2 separate regions of the Mus musculus genome follow, and region 1 is linked to region 2. A link is a contact called in public Hi-C data. All regions are on one chromosome and are shown on one strand. Each heading gives the region's core, a stretch centred on a gene start, on an enhancer-like site or on the middle of the called end of the contact. The rest is flanking DNA. Distances are from core to core; before and after follow the strand shown.

Region 1 (5,468 bases), core at 1,309-3,808, 52 kb after region 2:
GTAAAGCAGCAATGACACAAACACTTATTTCAAGTCAGGGGAAGGAAAGGACATTTTATCCCAACCAACACTTGGAAGTCTTGTTAAAAAGAATGAAAGATCCATCTATGTAGCTTTATTGAATAGGGGTGGTGAAGGTGGGGTAGCAAACGTCTTTCTCTAGTGATGAACAGTGGGAAAGCTGTTTGCTTTATCTGCTAATTTGAGCTGCTGGCTCGTGTCCTGGCTTGTGTGTGCTTTGTCTCAGCTGGTCTACCTGAGAACCCCCCTCCCCCAAATGAACCCCTAGTCCCCAGTGTGACTCCATTTCTACTCCAACAAGATGAAAGGAAAGATCGTGAACCAGAAAAAAACTGTAGGTCCAATTGTGCATTGGTGGGAAAGGAGCCACTGACAGATGATTTAAAAAAAAAAAAATGCAGTTCTCCTTAAAGAAGTTAGGGGTGAACAGTTTCTCTGGTATTGAAGAGGTGAACGTGTTTATAAAGAGGGCTCCATTTTAACAACCCTAAAGTTCAGGCATCCCTGGCAGCAAAGGCCTCCACCGTTCTAGGCCATGCTGAGACAAAGCAGCTGCAGCCTACACCAGCTTGGTGCAGGCTGTGATAAAGGAGACCGGCTGGAGCTCTGCCCAAACTGTGGATGGAAAAGCACCTCTTGCTACTGGAGAGTATGATAATGACTTTCCAGACTCGTGGAGAGTTTGATGAGGTTTCTAAGAACCAGGCAAACAGACACTTGCAGAAGTTGCAGCTGCTGCTATTTCTATCATGACTGCTTTCTGAAATTTTGTTATTTTGCTCATGGATTTGATAAAATTGAGACCTCTAATATTTAAGCCCAGGCTCCCTGGTTACCTTTTCAAGTTTTGCTTATATACAATACAATTCGTCAAAGCTGTCAAAATGTCAAGAGAACCTGAAGAAACCTTACTACTCTGTTCATGGAGAACTGCAAGGCCATATATTTCTCAGAATTGGCCAGGAGAATCTAAGGCCACACTTGTGAGGATGTGATAAATTTGTAGGATGAAACTTTTTTTTTTTTATGATGTAAATAAGGGGCAGGCTGTTGGCTACCTGGCTGGAGCCGAGCTGCTGAGCAGTGCTTTCTGGCTTTATCAGAGGGTGTGGGTGCGCACTGCCCCTCACTAACCCTGGTCACTCTGCTCCATTTCAAGCCACAGGGTTTTTTGTTTTGTTTTGTTTTTTAACTTTTACAACTTTGAACGCCTCGTTGAAGATGGTAGGGACAACATGTGCCAAGCCTGTTTTTGAGTTATTTGATTGGACAAAAGTTTGTGATATCATTCACAGTAGGGGAAGTGTAATTTTCCATGTCTTTTGGATGTTTTGAAGTTGAGTGACTTTTTTCTTCTGTAAAATTTCCACGAATAAATAACTTTTACCCGTGTTTTTAGGTTGATTTTTTTTTTTTTTTTGCCTTGGTAATCCTCTTTAAAAGTAACCGTTGCTTCTTCCCATAACCCATCTCCATCCTCATCCAGTGAGGGAATTGGAGACCCTAGGCTCAAACCTGAACAGTGTAATTAAGGTTTAAAGTTATGAAAAGTTTTAGCATCTTAAAAATGCTTAAATTTATGAAGCTACAGTGCAAACCTCATTTTGCCATTAATATTTATTACAAGCTCCTGGCAGGCATCTGGGAGGAGAGCTCTGGTCTTCACGGACACTCTAAGCCCCTGTAAGGTCTTAGCACACCTTCCTGTTTGTATATTATCTTCTCATGGATCTGTTTTCATACACAGGATTATTTCTTGAAGCCTATGCAGAAACAGATACATCTGCTAAGTCTCTCTCTCTCTTCCATGTATCCACTTATCCAGGAGACCACATTTATTGTATGTATAATCTCAAACAATGTTGTTTTTATTTACCCCCGAGGTAGGTGTGAGAGGCAGTTTTTGCAATTTGGTTCAGGGTCTTTGACACTCTGCTTTTTAAAAGGTTTATCAAGTGTATATCTTCGGGTCATCTTCTAGACTATTTGTGATTAATAACTCCTAGAACTGGTCTTTAAAAAAAAAAAAGTGTACAGGCTATGAATGTCGCGCAAGCACGCTCATCATGTCTGGCTCCGTCTGTCAGTCTTTCTGCCTTCTGAATTGCCATCATCTTCCAGAGCCTGTCTGGCAAATGTCTACTTCCACAGTTCACTCCAAGCCACTGAACGCCGATGCGCATTCCATTCCTGCAGGTGCCTAGCCGTCCTGCTTCCTGTCCGGGTCTCTCTCCTCTTTTGCCCATCAGCGGCTCGCTCACTTGCCATCGCGTACTCTTCTCACTTCGGGAAAGTCCGTCGAGTCCTCCTCCGAGTCTCCCGCCACCCTCCTTCCTCCCCCGCCCCGGGCTCGCCCTCCCTCCCTCCCTCCCTCCCTCCGGCCCCCCCACCGCACCCACCGGCCGGTCCCCGCGCTCGCCCGCAGTTCAGCTGGAACTTTACTCCAGCCGGGGCAGAGCGCCGTGGGCGCGCGGGGCGGGCGCGTGCAGGAGCGGCGGCCGCGGGAGCGCCGGACGGCGTGGGTGTGCGAGCGGGCCGGGGGCGTCGCGGGCCGGCCTGCCCTATAAGGGGCCGAGCCGCCTCTGCCTCCGGGCGGGTGCCTGGCGGGCCGCGGCGGCGGCAGCGGCGGCGGCGGCTGCGATTGGCTCAGGCGCCCCATCCGGGGACTGGGCTCGGCGCTGCTCGTTCGCCCTAAAGGTACCAATATGGCGGAGGTGAGCGGAGAAACCGGGCAGCGGCGGCCGTGCTGGAGCGGGAGCCGGGCGGCCCTCCGAAGCCCCGCAGCCGGCCCGAGAGCCACGGCTCCTCCCGCGGGTCCTCGGAAGGCGGCGCGGCGGCGACGGGGGATGGGGGGCGCGGGGCGGCGGCGAGGCGCGGCGAGGCTGCCGGAGGGGCGGGAGCGGGCGCGGGAGCGGTCTCCCTTCGGGACTAGGCCGCGGCGGCTCCGACCCCGGCCGGGCCGGGCGGCGGGGCCGGGCGGCGGAGGGCGGCGGCGGCGAGCCTCGGGCCGGGGTAGCCTCCGGGCCGTGGCCGGGGCGGCTGACGCGGGCCGCCGTTCGCTCGGCGCCTCCTCCCGGGATCGGGGTGGGTGGAGAGCGGCCGATCCTCGGTCGGCGGCTGGAATGCAGCGCGGAGAGCGGGCTGCGCCACTGCCCCGCCGGAGTGAGCCGACCCGGCCCTCGGCAATCCGGCCGCCCGCCGCCTCTCCTGACCGGGGGCTCCGAGGCCAGCGGGAGCGGAGCGGGACTCTCTACCCCGAAGCCTGCGAGGTGCGGCGTCCCCGGGCGCAGAGACCGACCCACACCTCGACGCCCTCGCCCGCCGAGCGGCCCGAGAGTCTCTTTACCCCGGGCCGGACTTGGGGGGGGGGGCACCGGGCGACCCGGGCTGCCGGGCACCGGGCTCCCCTGGGACGGGCAAGCTGGGGGAGGGGGCGGCGTGATGGGAGCACCGGGGCTGGGCAGGAGCGAGCTGTGTGTGCTAGGGCCGAGCTGGCGGGCCGGGGACCGACCGCTCCCCCGGGGGAGGACCCGGCTGGTCCCAGACTCAGTGGTCGCGGCTCCTCCGACCTCAGCGGCTGGTGGGTGGGGGTGGGGAGGTGGGGGCGGGAGGGTGCTCCCGCGTTGGGTTGGGGACCAGTGTCAGGGTCGAGCTGGCCTACGCTTGGGGCAGTCGACAAACCCTGGAGTTGGGGCGCCCGCGCACTCCAAGGGCAGGCTGTGTGTGTGTGTCTCAGAGGGTGAGACCCTCCTAGGGGACGGGGTTGCGTTTCGAGGAGTTGCTCTAGGGCCAGCGGAGAGCTGGGTGAGCTGCTGTAGTCGGGGGACTCGTGAGATGCCCGGGATGAAGGATTGATGCTGCGAGCCGGGTAAGCTCTGGCTTCGGCTTCCCGGCTTTGTAACTTGCCGAGCTCTAAACGGTGTCTCGGAGTTGCCCGTTTCAACTCCAGCCCTCGTCCGGAGTCTGCGAGTTTGTACACTGGGGACTTGGGGAGGAAGGCGAGGCAGCCAAGAGGGGGCCCGAAAGGGGCCGGGAGCGATTGGAGCGAAGCTACGTCTTGCACTTTTTGGCAGCTGCCTGGGAGCGCTCGGCTCCGCCCCCTCTGCGCCCTGTTGCCTGCGCTGCCTCCTTTTCCTTGCTACAGGATTCAACCTCACAGTTTTCTTTTCTCTCTCTCACTCTCCCAGGCTTCCTTTGGAAGTTCGAGCCCAGGTTTGTTCAATTTTCTTACCTCTTCCGGGGGTCGGGGGTCGGGGGGGTTGTCCCAGAGGGAGATAGGATTGGCTGGTAAAAGGATTCTCTGTACAACCACAGAAATGTACCCTGCTATATTTTTTCATCATTTGGATCTTAAAGAATTCCAATGTAGTTTTACGTTGTTAGAGAGGAGGGAATAGTTGTGCTCAGTGCACGGTGGAAAAAGTACCCCAGAAACCTTATTACAAAGTCTTTTATTCTCACATAACTTTTTTTATTGTTTGACTCTAAGCTGGAAATAATGAATCCCAAATCAACCTTCTACAAATTAACAGCTTGTTTTATTTTTATTTATTAAAAATAAATTGTCCTTTTAACTTGTCAGAACTTGGGGCAACTTGGATTATTAGCTTTTAACTCCATTTTTCTTTACTATGGCTCTCAAGTGTCTGTTATATTTAAACTGAAAATTGGGTTAGGTAAAGCTACCTTAATAATAAAGGAAAAAAGCAATGTGTGTCTTCCTGGTTTTGCACAGAGACGTATTAATATGGTTAGCTTACCTAGTACAGAAGCCAGAAAATATATTGAGGATCCAATAAAAGGAGTCCACGGAATCTGCGCGGGTGTGCCTACATGGGAGGGAGGTTGTAGTCTTTCTCTCTCTCTCCTTATCTGCTAAACTGTTTTAGGTTCTCAAACTTTCTCTAGCTGCCTTGTCCCACTTGTTCCAGAAAAGTGCCTCTGGAATTCTCCAACCCCTTTATTGTACTTGGAGGCAATTAGAATTGTTTTGCAAAGAGTCACCCAGCATAATGGAGTCTATGCTTAATTTTCCCCCTTTTTTGTATAGGGACTACCAAGGGCTAAGCAAGTTCTCTGCCATTATCCCCGGGCTCACTCCAGATGACCCCCGCCACACACACACACACACACACACACACACACACACACACACACACACACACACACACAGGGTTTCTCTGGTTTAGCTGTCCTGGAACTCACTCTGTAGACCAGGCTGCCCTCAAACTCAGAAATCCGCCTGCCTCCCGAGTGCTGGGATTAAAGGCGTGCGCCACCACGCCCGGCCTGCAGAATTTCTTTACATGCTGCTTTAGAGAGACCAAGCCACTTACTTACCTTGCAGTCTTACTTTTTGTATTTAGCTAACTTTCAAAGACCTATTTAGGTATCTTTTAAGGAGGTAAAATAATAGAATGATTATGTGATTGTAAAATCATTGTGGA
Region 2 (5,846 bases), core at 2,853-5,352:
TTTTTTAGTTTAGTTAGTTTGTTTGTTGTTTTGTTTTGTTTTGTTTGTTAATACAAAGCCTCGTGGAGTCCAGGGTTCCAAGGCTGGCCTGCTTTTGATCCTCCTACCTCTACCAGAAGAGTTCTGGCATTGTGTGCTACCATGCCCAGCTGACATCCATCTTCTCCTGTACCTGCCTTATTTCATATAGCTTGCAGGCCGTATAGATCATTTGTGCAGCACTATGTATCATGAGATCTTTCCTTTTTAATCCTGAAGAGTATTGTGGTTTATCTATTCATTTCCTGATGTGCACTTATTTCTAAATTTTGATTGTTTTGTCTGTTGCTCCTAGAAGCACAGGTGCACACGCATCAATTTGAGCCAGACGTAGTGATCCCAACACTGGAGAAGCCAAAGGAGAAGGGTTGCCATGAGTTTAAAGCCAGCCTAGGGTACATAGTGAATTTCAGGCCGGCCTGAGCTATAGTACAAAACCCTGTCCCAAAAAACAACCTAAAAATCCAAATAACACTTTAGGTCTTTGCCTGTATTTTGTTTTGTTTCATTTCAAGGCAGGGACTCATTATGTAGTTCTGGCTGTCCCAGAACTCACTATTTAGACCAGGCTAGCCTCAAACACACAGAGCTCAGCCTGTCTTTGTCTCCTGAGTGGTGTGGTTAACGAGGTATGCCATTATACCTGACTTTTGCCTGCATTTTTTTCTAAGATGAAAGTTTTTATTCACACATTTTTATTTTGTGTGTACATGCATGTGTATGTGCATATAGGCATGTGGCAACATAACTGGCTTGCATGTCGGTGCTGGTGACCAAGCTCAGCTCCTCCTGGCTGAGTGACAAGCACTTTACTGACTGAGCCATCTCCCAGCTTGCAATTCTTATTGTTGAGTTTAGTTAAGCACTCTGCGTATTAAACTTTTACCATAATCACGATTCACATTTCCCTTCCAGCAGCCTGTGGCTTTTCATTTTCTTAACATCTCTGAAAGAACAGACATTTAGGTTCAGTGCAGTTGATGTTAATTTCTTTGTTTCCTATCTAAGTCACAATTGCTTTACATGAGGTGGGAATGGGGTCCTCTTGTTTTCCTGTAGATGTTTTGGTATTTGGGCTTTGCAGTGATGACTACGCTGCTGTGTGAAATCTGGCCACAATTCATCCGTGCTTGTGATCCCTCAAGTGCTCCAGCAAGGATGGTGGGGAAGCCATTGTTTCTCCACTGTGGTCTTTTTGCCCCTCAGTCTAGAGAGTGTGCCGTCTGTCTGCGTCAGTTTCAGTCAGCTGTCTCTCTTGATAACTTACCACCCTGGATCCCCAGCAAATCTTGGGACAAGGTAATGTCTGAGTTCTCCAGTTTCATTTTGTGACATGACTCATTTAAGATTTGTCAAGGCTTGGGCTGATGAGATGGCCCAGTATGGTAAAGGCACGTGCTGCCCAGCCCAGCAATCTAAGCTTGGGCTTCAGAATCTACATGGTAGACGACGGACAGAACTGACTTCCATAAGCTGTTCTCAGACTTCCACTCGTGAGATATGGCACCCACGTGTATCTGCATGCACACAACCATGCACACACCCATGCACACACAGACCAACGAGTCCAATACAAATTTTCATAAAATAAAATTTGCAAAGATTAGTATTTTGTGTACAAGATAGTGTCTCTTGCTAATTACTATGTATGTATTGAAATCTCCTGCTTGGGATTTGAGTGGTCTGTAAACATAAATTTGGTTATGTTGGTTAGTAAGTGTTTTAGTCTTGTGTTCTTACTGACTTTTTCTTCACTTTTATTAACTGCTGAAATTGGATTAATAAAATCTCTGACTATAATTGTGGATTTGGCTATTGTTCCTTGTAGTTCTATCTGTTATATTGTTGTTGTTGTTTCTTGAGTCATGTCTCACTGTGTAACACTGGCTGGCCTCCAACTTCCTATTCTTTTGACTCAGACCCCTGCTTACAGGTGTTACAGGTGTGTGCCATCATGCCCACTCTCTTCGCGTCTACTTAAAGCTTTGTTATTGAGCACATAGACGTTTAAGATTAATGTACTTATGATGGACTGGACTCTTGTTAGGAATTCACACCTTTATTTCCAGTGGTATTCCTTAACTTTACATTCTCTTTATTTTGTTTTTGGTTTTGGGACAGTATCTTGTCATATGTCTTTAGCTGGTTTGGACCTTGCTGTGAAGAGGAGAGAAGAGAATTTCTTTTAAGGTCACAGTTGCATCGAGTTAGGAATTCACCCTCAGAGCCACACTAACTACAAGACTCTCTCCCAACCTAAAGATCATATCGCCTGGGGCTGGAGAGATGGCTCAGTGGTTAAGAGCATTGACTGCTCTTCCAGAGGTCCTGAGTTCAATTCCCAGAAACCACGTGGTCGCTTACAACTATCTGCAATGGGGTCTGATGCCCTTTTCTGGTATGTCTGAAGAGAGCAATGGTGAATACATTTTATATATTTATATATTATAATGTGTGTGTGTGTGTGTGTGTGTGTGTGTGTGTGTGTGTGTGTGTACATCATATATCATATCTCTGCTGTTCCCAGACACAGCTACTCTGGGAAGTCAGGGGTTTAAATGAATTTTAAAGAGCACGAGACTCGGTCCACAGCACAGCTTATAAGCCAATATTGATAGGTTAGATTCTCTGTATTTTAATTAGGGTGTCTAAACATTTACGGCTTCCAGTTGTTGATGCAGTTCGATTTGAATTTGCCATGTTGATATTTGTTTTCCATTTCCCCATATGGCTCTCATTTGCCTTGCTCCATCTCCATCTGCACAAAGCTGTGAGAACCTGGAAGAATCCATACTTTTTGCCCTGTTTTCAGTGACTGTCCTTGGGGCTGGAGTTTTGCTCTCCACTCCACTGCTCAGCCTGGCTGCCTTGTCCACTCCCAAATCTTGGGACAGCTCACTACTACACAGGAGAGAATTCAGACTAGAATAATTCTAAAACACCCTGGAAGGCCAACTGAGGCACTTTAAGAACTTGTTTTACCCAGTTATCCAACTTTACTTCCAAAACCTTTCTTCATCTATTCTTTTTATTTTCTCCTCAATAAGTGTTTATTTACTCCTTCTTGTCTTTTTAAATTTTCTTCCATATGTAAGTATGTATGTATGTATGTATGTGTGTATGCTGTATGTGTGTATGCTGTATACACATGTATGAGTATAGGTACTCATACCATGATATGGAGATCAGGGGACGATGTGCAAGAGTTGGCTCTCTTTGTCCACCTTTACATGGGTTTCAGGATGGAACCCAAGTAATTGGGCTCACAAGGCCAGTGCCTTCCCCACTGAGCCATCTTGCAGGCCTCTCTTTAATCTTAGGTCTAATTTTGTTCACACTTAAAAGATCTTATTCTCAGCTCAGGCTCAATCTCAGCATGTATTTTTTTTCACACTTTTCTATTTACACACAAGTCTCTCTCTCTCTCTCTCTCTCTCTCTCTCTCTTATAAAATTTTGATGGTCTCATAACGCTTCACCCTCTGCTACTTCTATGTAAGGCCTGATCTGACTCCCTTCCCTTACCCCATGAGAAAAAGGGGTTCCCCCCTCCACTGAGTTCTCTGACTATTTTGTGAGAGAGTCTTTCAACATTTAACACACACACACACACACACACACAATATATATATATATATTCTGTTTGTCCCACTTGAGGCTAGAGAAACCATTCATTATTGAAAAGTCTTTTTCACATTGTTCAAAAAGAAAAACAAAACAAAAGGTTCTTTTTTTTTTCAATTTCTTTTTTCCTTTTTTTTTTTTTTTTTTTTATTATTTGAGAATTTCATATACAAGCTCCCTGACCTCTGAAACCAGAGACTGAACCTCCGACTTCATGCATGCTTGGCCACTAAGGTCCATGGCCTGGTGGTAAGCAGAGGTTCTTGCTTGCAAACAGCAGCAATAGATTTCAAGTAACTTTAATCGGAGAAGCAAGTATTGGAAGAATACTACATAGTTAATAGAGCTGATAAGAAGGCTGTAGAGATAAACTCAGCCATGGCCCAGGGTGCAAGGGCAGTCGGGAGGAGCCGCCACCACCCTGTCCTGCTTGTTTCTCTCTGAGTGTGTCCCGTTTGCAGTACAGGGGCACTGGGAAGTCTTGACAAACTGATTAAACTGGGCATCTGTACACCCCGAGTCTCTAAAGGACAGGGAGAGGGAACACACACCCCTTCATTTCCTATTGTGGTAGGTATTGGGATGACTTTGAAAGTAACAGTTTAACAGCGCCTCCCGTCTCTGGGACAGTGCCCAGGTGAAGATACAAATGTGGCTTCAACTCTAGTTTCCCACAATCCTCCTGGGCCTCGTTTTCCTTATGTCAGCTTTATTTGCAGCATAGATGGCAGCCAATTAGAAATAGAAGTTCAGAACATCTTATTTCTACCCACTAAGGTTCACCAGGAGGGTGTCACTGACTGACCTGAAAATGGTCCCTTAACCACTTCCTGCCAAGAAACAGCAGGGAAGGGGAGAAGGAAGTTTGTAGCATACTCTCCCCCCCCCCCCCGGCCGCCCGGGGACTGAGGGGGACGTTGGGGGAAGCCGGTGGTTCCTGTTTCAAGACTCTGGCTCGCTGCACCTGTGCGTATCAGGCAGCCCTGCACCTATAACATGGGGCAAGAAGAGGAGAAACTTTCTCTCCTGCCCCTTTGGGGATCCTCCAGTATCTTTGTATACAACTATCAGTTATCTACTAGCTAGGTGATTCCCCAAGGGACGAGGTTGTTTCTATATGAGAACAGATGGTGACCACAAAGACAAAATGGCAACAGCATTAATTTCCATCCCATCATTAGCAGTTCTTGGGGTATTAAAATTCACACTTGCTCAAGTTACTGATTCCATCTCATGGAGGTCCATGTTCTCATGTAAAGATACATAAATGTCGTACTTGTGAAGTAAATACAAAACATTATACTCTAAAACGAAATATAATACAAAGAATGATATGTTTGATGAACTTTATTATGGAAACTTGCTAGTAAATAACCACATCACACACACAAAAAAAAAAGATTTATTTACAAATAAACTCAACTTTACTGAAAAATAATAAGGTTAGACCTTTTTTGGGTTTTTTGTTGTTGTTTTCTTTGAGACAGGGTTTCTCTGTATAGTCCTGGCTGTCCTGGAACTCACTCTGTAGACCAGGCTGGCCTCGAACTCAGAAATCCGCCTGCCTCTGCCTCCCGAGTGCTGGGATTAAAGGTGTGTGCCACCACGCCCAGCTGCAACAGACCATTTTCTATACATCCTCCCTCCTTATGAACATGCTCTCCAAAGTCGATAAATTGTATGTCATAATTGATTTTAATTAATGCACCTAATTTCCCCAAGTTTTTATCTGGTGTCTTTTTTTCTGTCCTGGGCCACATTCAGGAAAGTTGTCTGTTGTCTTCTCTTCAGGCTCTTCTTGCCTGTGAGTTTTCCAAACCGTAACTTTTATGTTTTTTTTTTTAAAGATTTATTTATTTATTTATTTATTATATGTAAGTACATTGTAGCTGTCCTCAGACACTCCAGAAGAGGGCGTCAGATCTCGTCACAGATGGTTGTGAGCCACCATGTGGTTGCTGGGAGCCGAACTCTGGACCTTCGGAAGAGCAGTCGGGTGCTCTTACCCACTGAGCCATCTCACCAGCCCAACTTTTATGTTTTTGACTATTTGAGGTGAATTGATCGGCTATTCTGAGGAAAGTTCCTTTGGCTGGCACTGCTGTGGTATCTTTCCTGTGACTGGACTAGAGGGATGTTTTTGGGGGAGAAAAGCCAGAGGGGTAATGTCCTGTCACACCGTAT

The links. Hi-C and Micro-C count contacts between places; a contact is called where the count stands out from the background.
Region 1: a contact with region 2 is called in a Hi-C map of centroblasts, with 1.5 times the contacts expected there. The contact joins the promoter of Mier3 here to the enhancer-like site in region 2. A contact is called at or near these places in 1 of 15 datasets of contacts at CTCF or cohesin (CD8 T cells), 9 of 484 Hi-C or Micro-C datasets (B cells, the G1E-ER4 cell line, LSK cells and 6 more), 5 of 115 datasets of contacts at active chromatin or transcription factors (CD8 T cells, the SCID.adh cell line and embryonic stem cells) and 3 of 9 other capture datasets (adipose tissue, liver and pancreatic islet).

Annotation. Positions count from the first base shown.
Region 1 is chr13:111,683,620-111,689,087 of GRCm38.p6, forward strand. It overlaps Mier3 (MIER family member 3), which reads left to right and starts at 2,559. Exons shown (of 13, transcript NM_172593.3): 1 at 2,559-2,735; 2 at 4,209-4,233. The coding sequence starts at 2,727.
Region 2 is chr13:111,630,244-111,636,089 of GRCm38.p6, forward strand. All of the region lies in intron 2 of Gm15286 (a long non-coding RNA gene), which reads left to right. Among named protein-coding and RNA genes, the nearest start is that of Gm15286, 53 kb to the left of the region's middle. Within about 2 kb of position 4,103, at least 71 of the 459 cell types and tissues checked have an H3K27ac peak or open chromatin away from gene starts, as enhancers often do. A contact at or near this core is called in B cells, CD8 T cells, the G1E-ER4 cell line and 3 more, where this site is marked.